Linked DNA regions of Mus musculus: region 2 is linked to region 1. A link is a contact called in public Hi-C data. All regions are on one chromosome and are shown on one strand. The core of a region is the stretch at or near the end of the contact, and the rest is flanking DNA. Distances in the headings are between cores, read along the strand shown.

What was found. Hi-C and Micro-C count contacts between places; a contact is called where the count stands out from the background.
Region 2: a Hi-C map of the N1E-115 cell line shows a contact between it and region 1, with 4 times the contacts expected there. The contact joins two enhancer-like sites. A contact is called at or near these places in 1 of 39 promoter capture datasets (hippocampal neurons) and 1 of 484 Hi-C or Micro-C datasets (the N1E-115 cell line).

The regions. Positions count from the first base shown.
Region 1 is chr15:56,330,912-56,334,575 of GRCm38.p6, reverse strand. No RefSeq gene overlaps it. Among named protein-coding and RNA genes, the nearest start is that of Gm41326, 77 kb to the left of the region's middle. Within about 2 kb of position 1,590, at least 1 of the 459 cell types and tissues checked has an H3K27ac peak or open chromatin away from gene starts, as enhancers often do. A contact at or near this core is called in the N1E-115 cell line, where this site is marked.
Region 2 is chr15:58,013,616-58,017,279 of GRCm38.p6, reverse strand. No RefSeq gene overlaps it. Among named protein-coding and RNA genes, the nearest start is that of 9130401M01Rik, 19 kb to the left of the region's middle. Within about 2 kb of position 1,844, at least 50 of the 459 cell types and tissues checked have an H3K27ac peak or open chromatin away from gene starts, as enhancers often do. A contact at or near this core is called in the N1E-115 cell line, where this site is marked.

The DNA of each region.
Region 1 (3,664 bases), core at 341-2,840:
GAAAAAAAATGAGACTGGCCACCACACTGAATACTTCAACAAAGCACCAGCCTTCATAAGAACATACTTCCTGTGGGGTATAGAAACATCTCTGTTCACCCACTTTCCTCATCCCACACGTCTGAACGCAGTCACAAGAGGATCTAGGCCATCTTCAAATAGCAAAAGTGATTTTTGCAAAAATTTAAACACCCTTTATTATCTGATAATAGTTCATGTGCCTAACTCACAAACAGGACTGGTTTCTGAAAGATAAAATGCCAGAATCCAGATAGAAATATTATTATTTCTCCCCATCTTTTCAGATGCTCTGTACCTACAATGTACTCACTAGCCTGGGCTATGAGCAAACATTTCTGAGAGTATTTAGTTTTATTATACCAAAGTGTTTTATAACATGAAAAACATTGCTACCAACTCCTGAGGCAACTGTTCATTAATTAACCCAGGTAATTTTTCACTCAATAAGCCATAAGGACTCTTTTAGAGTTTAAACCCCATGAGGATTCTTTCCATTTTAGTACTAGAATTCACCACCATGTAGATGCTCAAAAATATTCTAAATTTCTTAAAGAGGTTATACCATATGCTGGCTGTAGTCTGTAAAACTGCACCCATGGTCCAGAATTAATAAACCAGGCATAGACTCTTAGGATCTCCACCTTGCATAGGAAGAAGTGGAAGTCTAGAAACAATAAGCCTTTGAGGCTAATAAGAGTGGAAGCTCAGGCTTGAACTTAGGTTGCCTCATTAGATTAACCTCTGTTCTAAGAAAGCTCAGAATGTGAGCTTTATTCTTAATTAGATGATTTCAACTTGGACCATAGAAGGGCCTGACTAATGTCTGTAAGCAGTCACCTCAGTGATGGCAAGCAATTCTTTTTGATCTTCCTGGGATGAAATCACCTCTGCAGACATCCATCCACAAACATGCACTAGCCATTTGCAGAGTACTGATATTGATAAAGCTAAATGCATGCATCAATGCAAGATGAATCATTTATCTAAATATTGATCTAATATTCTAATATGTAAATAATTCAATGACTATAAAATCAAAGCTCCCAAATGGGCAGGGGCAACCTTCTTTCTTGAGATCTTTAGCCTATTTTTCTTCCTACAAAATATTTTTTGCAAAGTCATATAAGGTCCCAGTTCTTTTATATGTGGGCAATGCAATGAATCATAGCAACCAGGGGACCATATGGCAACTCAGGAGCTGCTACAATTCTCACTAAATATGACAACTTGGAAAGTTTTAATTTCTATGAAACAAACACACACATACACACACACACACACATATATAACATGTAGTTTTAACATATTTATATGTGAATGTATTTATATCTGCAAAACTAATTATTTATATGTGAATATTCTTCTCAGTGTGCAAACCGTTCTATTCTAAACTGTAAATCACAGAACGGACCACATTTGTTGAAATAGCAAAGAAATAAAGCGTTAGCGAACTCAGCTGAAGTGACTCTCATATCTATTAGTTCTTGGTTTTCTGAGCTTTATACCATGTGCCAAGATACTTCTTTTCTTATGAATTAATTTAAGAAGTAGAGACAGGACCACCAGGCAGGGAACCCATGAACAACTAAAAGTAGAATTGTCATCATTGTAGGAATGTAAGAACATCGTGGGTTGATCAACCTAACAAGATAATCAAGAAAAAAGAGACATAGGTTGGAAAAAGCCACAAGGCTTTTGCAGCTGAGACTCTTATCTCACAGTAGAGACATTTCCCAAGGAAGTGCAGAGAGGTCTGTGCAGCTCTCTAACAGAACTTCACAAACTCTCCTGTGTGCATGAATCAGCATGTGAGATCATATCAATGCAGATGCCGCTGTAGCCTAGGATGCTGCATTATATCTCATTGGCTGATGGTGATCCTGACCCATGGACCAGAGACAATTATGTAATACTGATGGATGCTTCAAACAAACAAAAAGTATGTGCTAGTGTACACACACACACACACACGTAGTCTGTGTTGACAGCTACCTCTGGGCATGGGGCCTATTCTGAAATGTGGTTGATATATGAAGTTGGGTTAGTAGAGTGGTGAGAAAGGTCTGGGAGCAGTTGAAGGAAGAGAAAGAATATGATTAAAATATGCATGCAAACATATTTTATTCATTTTTAAAAGGTAGGCTTTAGACTATGAATTTCTACATGTAACTTAGAAGTACTCCTCAGTCACTGATTGTGTGATTTTGGGTAAAGTATTCTGCATATTCCATATTTAAAACCAAAACAAAATGAATACAAGTTTGAGAGGACTTTGTAATAGTTTCTTTCTTGTGAGCAGGTGTAGTGACATTGTATCTTACACAGTATAAAACTTTTCACAGGTACAGTCACAGAGAATGTTACCGCCAAGAGACATGAATACCTTGCAATAATTCAAAAAATCTTTTAAACTATTAAGGAAGCCATACAATCTTTTGCAAATAAATAAATATATGAGACACATTGTCATTATTTTGTGTAAAAGTTATTACTGACAGGTTTGCTTAGTAGATTCACTTATATTACCATAACTTTTTATATCAAGACATTCTCCAAATTCTATTTTGCTCTTCATAAACTATTTACTTATTCAAATTTATCTTATTCAAACATGTTTGTTAACTATACATGTTTTCAGAGTCCCATTGAGGTATTTTACTAACACCATAGTTTGGCATTTTGATCACAATAGTAGGAACAAATAACATAATTTGTTTGTAGTTTTCATTATATTCTACTCCATGTGCTGTCTTTTGTTACTGAGATTTAATGACCAGTTGTCCTGCAGGTACTAGATATCACATTCCCTTTCTTCTAAGCATTCAATGGATCGACAAAAATCCTTAGAAAATTTACAGTATGTGACCAATATGAGACTTCTTCCAGTATGCTAGATTGAATGAGTCTGATATTATATGTTTATTTTTGTGACTTTACCCCACGATAGGTTACCACATTTCTCTTATAGAAATTTTCAGAAAGAAAGTTGATAATAAAAGACACCTTAGAAAAGAAAGAGAGAAAGAAGAGAGAAAAATAAGATTGTTTTTATATTATGTGGTTAGATACTATGCTTTTCTTTTTAATTTATTTATTTTCTTTTAACATTTTTATACGAGAATATTGTATTCATATCTTTTCTACCATTTTCCCTCATAACAAGCTTCTCCTACATCCCCCTTTTACCTTCAAATGCCTGACTGGTTACACACACACACACACCTGTGTGCAGACATACATGCATACATACATTCATATTTCTACGGAGTCAATTTAGTGTTTTTCACACATATATGCTTTTAAGGCTGATCACTCGGGATTTTTAACCTACCAGGGACTTTATCCCTGGAGAAAACTGATTTTTTTCCATAGTATTGATTTCCTGTAATTGTACATCTTAGGGTGGGTAGGGATCTTGTGAAATCTCCCCCACCCATGTTGGCATGTCAACTGGTATTGTCATTATGTAGGTTTTACTTAAATAGCTATATTAGTAAGATTTTTGCAGGCTTCCTTGTCATGTCCAGAAGGCATTATATCCAACACACGTCCTGGTTCTCTGGCTCTTACAGTCTTTCCATGCATGCTTCCACACATAGATGTAGGTTCCACTGTAGATGTATCAGTCAAGGCTGGCTACGGA
Region 2 (3,664 bases), core at 595-3,094, 1.7 Mb before region 1:
TCTTCAAGAGCCAACAGTGTAGTTTCTAGGTGTAGGCCACAGGCTCAAGGCCAGAGAACTGTTTTAGGTCAGGTTAAAAAAGAAAAAAATTAGCGCTTTAGGTTGAAGGCCAACAGACTGGAGGAATCCTGTCTCGACTGTGGAGGGGTGGCTCTTTCTATTGTGTTTGGCTTCAGCTGACTAGATGAAGCCCGAGCACAGTAAGAAGGGATCTCTGCTTTCCCACGTCTAGCAGTTAATCCCATCCAGACACACCTAGGATGATGTCTTCCCAGTTAACTGGGCATCCCACAGTCTAGTCATGTCAACACATAACATAAACCGTTAAAGCTCACCCGCTTATCATCTTGCTCCCATTTCCAGCTCCTTAAACTCCCACTCCAGTTTCCGTTTCCACGAGTATACGCGGAAGGGTATTCAGGGACATGCATGGTGAAGTAATCTTGTGGGTTTCCTTTTCCTTTTTCTTTTTTTTGTAATTGTGAGTGACAAAATTCCTATTTTAAAAAAAAAAACCTTTAAGGGAAAAAGACTGTGTTTTGGATTTTAGAGGTTACAGGGTATAGTAAGCTGGTGTGGTTTCTGTGAGGTAAAACATTACAGTGGAAGGATATGATAGAACAGCCTTATGGCAGTCAGGAAGGAGAGAGAGAGAGAGAGAGAGAGAGAGAGAGAGAGAGAGAGAGAGAGAGAGAGAGAGAGAGGCTGAGGCCAAGGCAAGGTACTCCTTCAAAGCCATGCCCTCTGTTAGTTGCTCTCCTATGGCTGTGACAAGAAACCATGATCCAGATAACTTCTCGAGGGAAGTTTATTTGGATTATGCTTCCAGATGGCAGAAAGAAAGGAGGAGCAGCCATGGTGACTGAAACAGCAGCTGAAGGTTCACGTCTTACACCGCAGGCCGACAGAGAGCAGAGAGCATGCTGGGAATGGTCCGAGGCTCTCCTGGTGCCGTACATCCTTCAGTGAGGTCAAGCATTGGTTGATCATAGCCCGCCTGGAACCAATCACGTGAGGAAAAGCCTGACAGAGATACCGAGAGGTGTGCTTTACCAGTCTCCTCTGTGCCTTTTGGTCCAAGCTAAGGATCACCACAGGTGGTGTAGGGCAGGAGCCTTCTGGGACTCAGGTGGTAGCTTGAGCTGTGACTCCAGATCTGTAAGAGTATAAATTGCTTGCTGTTGAGGTGCCCCAGGCATGGTATTTATGGCACAGTAGTTCCAGGCCTGTCCTGTCCCCTGGGAGGACATGTTCACACCCTCTTTGTTCCTCTCCTGCCCATTTGGCTAGGGATGTACCATCTTCCCTGCCTTCAGAGTTTGCCTGGCTTCTTTCTCTGCACCCGTGGGAAGCCAAGGGAGAGGCCTGGACCGTGCTGCTCAGGGGAGGCAGGAGACCTGATCTCACCTATGTCAGTGCGAACCTCTAGAAATCTGTTTCCAAGCCAGGGTCCCCAGGGTAGAAGGCAGAGACTCTCTCTCCGGTGGGGAAGACAGCGAAGTGGTCCTCCCTCAGCCCTGTGCACACGTGGGACCACTGTCCTACTGGCTGTCTCCTCAGGACTTCTGTTCAGCACACTCTGAAGCGTGGCCCAGCCTCCTTCACCCCCTCTGCAGAGGAAGGATGGCTGGGTGCTCTTAGAAGAACCAACCACATCTGCCTTGGAGCAACAGTGAAGAGGGGTTGCATCTCTGCTTGCTACCTCGAGTGTGTGCAATGTTTACATTCCTAATGACAGTTTTTTTTGACACACAACACTCTCGAGGAGGAAGCTGAGAAAGTGACTGGCAGTTTCTCTGTGTCCAACAGCATCTTGGATCAAGTCCAGAGAAGGGAGCGTTTGAAGAAGCTGCTCTGTCACGTGGATGGTGGGCCGGCGGGGCAAGCGGTGAAGGCACACAAAGGTGGAAGTTCCTTGGCTTGTCCTGTTGAAGCAGTCTTGGGGTGTCACAATGGCCCTGCAGGAATGAGGCTTCCCACGAGCACTCAGCTGAGGAGCCGTGGTGACACACGGGGTCTAAGCAGGGCATTGCTACTACCCTGCTGGGGCCGGTGGGGACACTGATGGTCTCTGGGCTCTGACAGTGCAGGTGGAGCAATACACGATCAGTGTTGTATGCAAACCAGTGACTGTAATGGGCCACTCCAAGGAGAGAGAGGAGGGGTGGGGGAGAGAGATAGAAGATTATAGAAGCATATGGTCATTAGCAGCCACCATGATGTCCGGGCAGTGTGGACCTTCTCTTGGTTAAAGCACTCCCTTCTCTTGGGTCCTCTACAACATAAAAATCCTGCCATTTTCTTCAGGTCTTTCTGGTAACCTTTATAGGGGAAGTACTGCCTACCATCCCTGGATCCTCAGAGCAGAGAGATGTGCCCACTGGGAATGTACAGATGCCATTGTTGAACTTCACTCAGTGGTAGTGACTGTCAGTTAAGGACCGCTCCAGCCACAGGTCCCTAGTGAGGGAAAGCCACAGGTCATTATGACCCCAAGTGGAACTAAAACTAGCAAGAAAACAATAGGGGGTGGGGGATGGGTGTGTGAGCCTTTGTACTCTGTACTGTAAAAATGCATCTACATTCCCTACTGTAGAACAGAAGCTGAACATATACACTATATTAACACCTAAGCATTTACACTGTTAGTGCCCCACGTGTTCTGAGTTAACTCGGCTTCTAGATGGTATAGATGGGGTTGGGACCAGCAGACACGGACGGTATGCAAAACTCCAAGAGTGCGGGGTTTGGAGGTGATGAGAGGGATTTGGGCACAAGCCTCAGAAATGAGTCTGAGAAAAATCCCAGTGCCAGGAGTGGGGTACTCCCCTAGAAGCTATTGGCCAGAGAGTCCCCAAAGCCTCCCCAAAGCATAGGTTTATTGCCATTGCCCACAAGAACTAGATGGTACGATCTTAGTGCTGGTGGCACAGTGCACTTTTGGTTTCTTAGGACAGATAAATCAAGCTGGAACTGACCTGAAGATTTCTTCCCTGCTGGCTCGCTCTCACGGAGCTGAAAGGTATGTGCAGGCTGCAGGTGGTAAGGGTGAGGGAGAAAAGAGACATCGGCTATACCCGTGGCCAACCCTGCATCCTATTAAGGATGTGCTCATTGGTGCAATAGAAGCACAAATGTACAGGGGTAACCAACTGCTTTTGGATTGGATTTGAAGCCTGCTCCATGGGAAGTCATTCATGCCTGATACCATAAATTTTATCAAAGTCAAGACCATAGACCTAAGGCCCTAAGGCTTAGGGAAAACCTACTGCCGTTTTTTTTTGTTTGTTTGTTTTGTTTTTGTTAAGTGGTCATATTGTCATGCTGCATTCTAACTGTTGATGTTTATAGTCATAAATCAGAACTACCTTCAACTTCTCTCTGCAGCGGTCATCAATAAATGCAGAGACTTCTAACTTTTCAAAGTGCTGAGAATAAAATGCTATCAAGTGCTCAGCCCTAAATGGGACATTTACACACACACATACACACACGCGCACACACACACACACACACACACACACACACACACACACACACACACACAAGGCTCAGGTAACATCATAGAAGAGGAAGCAGGAAGAATACAAGATCCAGAGGACAGGAAGAAGTGCTATGAAATGCTGTCTTCTGGACGTGGCATGACCAGTTCACCCATGAACTC